Regions from separate parts of the Capra hircus genome. Here region 2 is linked to region 1. Evidence: chromatin contacts called from public Hi-C data. All regions are on one chromosome and are shown on one strand. The core of a region is the stretch at or near the end of the contact, and the rest is flanking DNA. Distances in the headings are between cores, read along the strand shown. Region 1 has its middle 47 kb from the start of RCBTB2. Region 2 overlaps RB1 (retinoblastoma-associated protein).

The links. A called contact is a pair of places that touch in the nucleus more often than the background predicts.
Region 2: a Hi-C map of blood shows a contact between it and region 1, with 6 times the contacts expected there. The contact joins two enhancer-like sites. A contact is called at or near these places in 2 of 5 Hi-C or Micro-C datasets (blood and liver).

Annotation. Positions count from the first base shown.
Region 1 is chr12:68,230,092-68,232,832 of ARS1.2, reverse strand. No RefSeq gene overlaps it. Among named protein-coding and RNA genes, the nearest start is that of RCBTB2, 47 kb to the left of the region's middle. Within about 2 kb of position 1,327, at least 1 of the 5 cell types and tissues checked has an H3K27ac peak or open chromatin away from gene starts, as enhancers often do.
Region 2 is chr12:68,437,283-68,440,222 of ARS1.2, reverse strand. All of the region lies in intron 2 of RB1 (retinoblastoma-associated protein), which reads left to right. Among named protein-coding and RNA genes, the nearest start is that of RB1, 12 kb to the left of the region's middle. Within about 2 kb of position 1,467, at least 3 of the 5 cell types and tissues checked have an H3K27ac peak or open chromatin away from gene starts, as enhancers often do.

The DNA of each region.
Region 1 (2,741 bases), core at 78-2,577:
TTCATTTAAATATTCATAAATCTGCAGATAAAAGGAGTAGCTGGAATGGTTCCATCGTGTGATGGTTTTCCAAAATAAATCAACCCAAACAAACCAAAAATTGAGAAAATGGAGGCTGTGTAAATTGTCTTACACATGATGGGTAAAGAACAATGCCTATGGAAAAGTGTGGTTTTATTTGACCCCGTGTGGATTAGAAATCTTAGCTATCAAGTAAGAAAGCAAACTGTTGAATGGAAACATGTGCCAAGGCATATGGTACGGCATGATAGTTTCTTCTTCTCGTCCCAGCTCTGCCACTAAGCTGCTGAGTGACCTTGTCTGGAGATCTGCCCATTTTTATACTTAAAAAACTGAACATTGGCCAATGAATGCAGACAGAAACATTTTGGATGGCTAATTGGTCTTACTAAACAATCATCAAGGAGGAAATGATGGGCTACCCAGATGGCGATAGTGGTAGAGAATCCTCCTACCAACGCAGGAGATACAAGAGCCAAGGGTTGGATCCCTGGGTTGGGACGATCCCCTGGAGGAGGAAATGGTCACCCCCTCCAGCATTCTTGCCAGGAAAATTCCAAGAACAGAGGAACCTGGTGGGCTGCAGTCCATGGAGCTGCAAAGAATCGGACACGACTGAGCACGCTCACGCAGGAGGGCAGAAAGGGGTGGAGTGGGAGGAAGCGGGAGACTGGAACTGGTACATATACACTATCAAAATACACATACTTTGTACAAAATACACGGCTGTTGGGAACATATTGTGTAGCACAGAGAACTCTACTTAAGGCACTGTGGCGTCCCCAATGGGTTGTTGTTAGTGGCTAAATCATATCTGACTCTATTGAGACCTCACGGACTATATGTAGCCTGTCAGGCTCCTCAGTCCATGGGATTTCCCAGAAAAATACTAGACTGGGTTACCATTTCCTTCTCCAGGGGATCTTCCTGATTCAGAGATCAAACCTGCATCTCCTGCATTGGCAGGTGGATTCTTTACTGCTGAGCCGCCTGGGAAGCCCATCCAAAGTAGAAGGGCAATCCCAAAGGGAGGGGATATTTGTACATGTATGGCTGATTCATTTTGCTGTGCAGCAGGTGCTAATACAGCAGCAATTATACTACAATAAAGCTTAATTATTTTTTAAAAAGTCAGCCACTTTTCTGATGCTAAAGTTGAGAGAATTCATCTACCAGCTCTCTCACCCAACCTCCCCGTCTTCCTGAACATCTACTATAAGAAATGCATGCCAGGCACTTAAGTACTGGGCAGCCAGGGTGTTCCCATGGAAACCAGTTCTAATCCGAGAGAGTTTTCCAATCAGGCTATAAACTGGGGTTACTGAGGGCAGCCTTCATCCTGCCAAGAAACAGAACCAGCCTTTCATAGGAGCAAGAAGCTCGCGGTTTACCGGGTGTTTATTCAACATCCTGAATAAAAGCTCTTTGTGGTGTTTCCCGGATGACCTCTTGCTGACCTTTCTCTTATATTCTAAACACCATTCTCATGCCAAGCTTATTGAGAGTTTTCATTCTTAATGCAAGAGCAGGGTTGTCAGATTTAACAGATGAAAATACAGGATATCTGGCTACATTTTAATTTTGGATAAACAGAAAAAAATTTTTAATATACAATATTTGGGATATACTTACACACAAAAAAACTATTCCTTATTTTTCTGAAGGTGAATATAATGAGGTATCTTGTTGGCAACCCTTTATGGGGATTCAACCGTCCTCATTTTCATAACCACTGGAATGTTTTTTTCTTCTGTTTCTCTATCATAGCAGGAAACAAGGCTACATAACCTGGACTACTTTACTTATCTAAAAAGAACATGTGCTCTCCCTCCATCACAAGTTATCAAAAACACATGATAGACACACTTTTCATTAGTGACAATCCTGAAGTGTGTGTATTCTCTTCTCTCATAATTCCTCTAATGATTGCCTTTCTCTCTTTACCCCACTTCCATCTCTTCACCAATTATCTCACTTTCTTAAATAAAAAAATTAAAAATCCTTTATTTCAGCCATGGGATGTGAAGGACACTGGTTCTCAAACCCTTTATCTGTGTGAGCTATGGCATCCCATGAGGTCTGAATCCAATAATAGAACAGCCACTTGGTACTGACTCTAGCTAAGTAGTGCTTGTATGTAGTAAAGATGGCCCTCACATTTATTTTTTATGTTTTTTAATATGACACAATAATGCTATCAGTTTGCTTTGTTTTAATATGAAATGTTCATATAATTTTTTTTCTTCCAAACACTCTGTAATTACATATTTGATTTCTCCTTGATTTAAGATTTAGGAGAGAGAGTTTCAGTTTCCAAGCAGCTGAATTTTTGTATTGTTTTGTGTTTTTGTAGCTTATACTCTGGCTGTTTATTGTTGGTGTTATGTAATATTGGCTCTGGGGTCAGTTGGCAGGCAGCATCTGAGGTCCCTGACCAGGGATTGAACCCATACTCCCTGCGGTAGAAGCTCAGAGTCTTTTTTTTTTTTTAATTTTTATTTTATTTTATTTATTTATTTATTTTTTAATTTTAAAATCTTTAATTCTTACATGCGTTCCCAAACATGAACCCCCCTCCCACCTCCCTCCCCACAACATCTCTCTGGGTCATCCCCATGCACCAGCCCCAAGCAAGCTGCACCCTACGTCAGACATGGACTGGCGATTCAATTCTTACATGACAGTATACATGTTAGAATTCCCATTCTCCCAAATCATCC
Region 2 (2,940 bases), core at 218-2,717, 210 kb before region 1:
AAACAAGTAGAACTACATCAAAATAAAAAGCTTCTGATAGGAAAGGAAACATTGATAAAATAAAAAGGCAACCTACCAGTTGGGAGAAAATATTTGCAAATCTTGTATCTAATAAGGAGTTACTATCCAAAATACTTAAAGAACAAACAATCCAGTTTAAAAAAAATGGGCTGACGGACTGAATAGGTATTTTTCCGTGGAAGACACACAGATGGCTAACAAGTACATGGTGCTTAACCTCTAATCACCAGGGAAATGCACATCAAAACCACAGTAAAATACCACTCCCATCTGTTAGAATGGTTATTATCAAAAAGACAAGAAGTAACAAGCGTTGGTGACAATATAGAGAAAAGGGAACGGGTACATTGTTGGTAAGAATGTATATTGGTGCATGCATTGTGAAACACTGTACCTGGGGAGGAGAGATCACGATGGAGTAGACCTTCACTCACCAACACGTCAAACCCACAACTACATATAGAGCGGTGCTTGGTAAAACTGATTTGGGAACTAGCCAGATGGCTCTCTCTCAACCGAGGCTGTAAAGGAAGAACTACACAAAGGCTGGCAGGAAGGGAGGAGAAGCAGTCTGGTCTGGTCAGGACTTGCACCCGCTAGTGGAGGGTACAGAAGGGGAGGGAGATGGCACAGGCTTGGGGGTTTTCCCTGGGGGAGTGAGGGATTTGAGCCACGTATTAGGCAACCTAGCCCACGGGTCCAACACTGGGAAGACGACCCCTTGAGCTGGTTTGGAAACTACTGGGGCTTACCAGAGGGCTCTAAGAAACCAAGTCTCGGCCCTTGAAGGACATGCACAGACTTGCCTCCTCCCGGTCACAGCACAGAGTCAGCAGATGGAAAACTTACTGGCCCGGCTTACCAGGACCATCCCAGTGTATCCCGCAGCCTGCTCAGGGCTCCTGCTCCAGCGCCTCTTGCCCTGGCGCTGCACCCACTGAGGCACGGAGTGCTCCTGAGAGTGTGCACACTTGGAGGGCTGCGAGCCTGCTTGCACCCTGCCCCGACTCTGACCAGTGTGGAGGCAGACATTGCCAGCCTGGGTGTCAGTGTATCCCAGGTGGAGAATGTTGTCACTTGGTAGGCCGACCTTGCACACACTTGAGGGGGAGTAAAACTAGCTCTAGGGTGGGGCCTGCCATCGCAGGCTTGTGTGTCCCTGCGCGCATCTGGAGGGGAGTGAAACCGGGCCAGTGAGCGCAGGCGCCCGCTCAAGTCCTGACCCGGCCTCTAAGCGAGGCATTCACGCCAGGGGTTGGGGAGGGAGAGAAACCAGCACAGAAGTTCAGCCCCGTGTCCTCAGCCCTGGACGCGCCCCATACCTAGACAGGGTCTCCTGTCAGAAACCCACTTGCCTCAGTACGTTTCGTTCCAGCCGCTGGAGCCCCGCCCCCACCCCTTATAGGGTGGAGACTGCCCTTGAGCAGAGAAGCCCCAGTTCGGACTGTAGCTGCTCCAACTTCAGGCCACCAGAATGATGGCTGCCCGCCCAGCCCAGGGGAAGACAGCCTGCGTTCGTTCGCTCGCTTGTGATCCAGCAGCTCGCAGACCAGAGCCACTGGGCACATGCAGACTGCATTGGGACACCCCCACACGAGGCCATGCCTCCAAGACTGGAATAGGTAACTGTTTCACCTAATTTCATGGTGACAGAAGGCTGAACAAAATGAGAAGACTGAGGACTGTATTTCAAATGAAAGGGCAGGAACCCCTGAAAAAAGTCTCTGATGAAACGAGGTAAATAACATAAAGAATCCAATAGAATGCTAACTGGACTGGGGAAAAGAATAGATGAACACAGAATTTTAACAAGCGATTAGAAAACACATACAAAAAGAACCAGTCAGAGCTAGAAAACAGGATTACTGAAATGAAAAACACTAGAGAAAATTAACAGCAGGTTAGGTGATACAAAAGAGTGCATAAGGTATCTGATAGAATAATGGAAATCACCTGGTCCCAACAGCAAAAAGAAAAAAAAATTTTGATGAGAATTGTTTGAGACTTTGGGTGCAACATTAGGTGTACTAAAAATCACATTAATATGGGTCCCAGAAAGAGAAGAGAGGGAGAAAGAGGTAGAAAATTATCTCATGAAATTATGGCCGAAAACTTCCCAAACAGAGACAGGAAACAGACATCCAGGTGCAGGAAACACAAAGTCACAGACAGTATGAACCCAAGGCATATCATAATTAAAATGGCAACAGTTAAAGAGAGAATTCAAAAGACAGCAAGAAAAAGAGAGTCATATACATTTCTATTATAATAATGTGTCTTCTTTTTCACTCTTTTTAAAAGTTAATCTGGCTGTAGGCTTTTTTATTTTATTGATCTTTTTAAAGTATCAGCTTTGGATTTCCTTGGATTTTCTGTTGATTTTCTATTTTCAGTGATTCTTTTGTATTTAGCTGACCTTTTGTATTGAAATGTTTAAATTCCTTTCTTATTTCCTTCTGTGTATATTCTTTGTTTTCTTTGTTATTACCATGGGAATTACATTTAGCATCTTAAAGTTTTATACTCTAATTTGAATTTTTTCAAGCTTAACTTCAATAATATAGAAAATTATACTTCATTAGCCCTGTCCACACTCCTTTCAGTTATTGATGTCACAAAAGTATGCCTTTTTATATCGAGAGTCCAAAAACATAAACTGATTTTTTAATGCATCACTCTCTTAAGTTATATAGAAACAAAATTACTACTACTGTTATTGTAGTAGTAATATCTTTTCTATCTTTTCTTCATCAATTTTTCAGCACTCAACTTTCTTTATAGTCCAAGTCTCACATCCATACATGACCACTGGAAAAACCATAGCCTTGACTAGACGGACCTTTGTTGACAAAGTAATGTCTTTACTTTTTAATATGCTATCTAGGTTGGTCATAGCTTTTCTTCCAAGGAGTAAGGGTC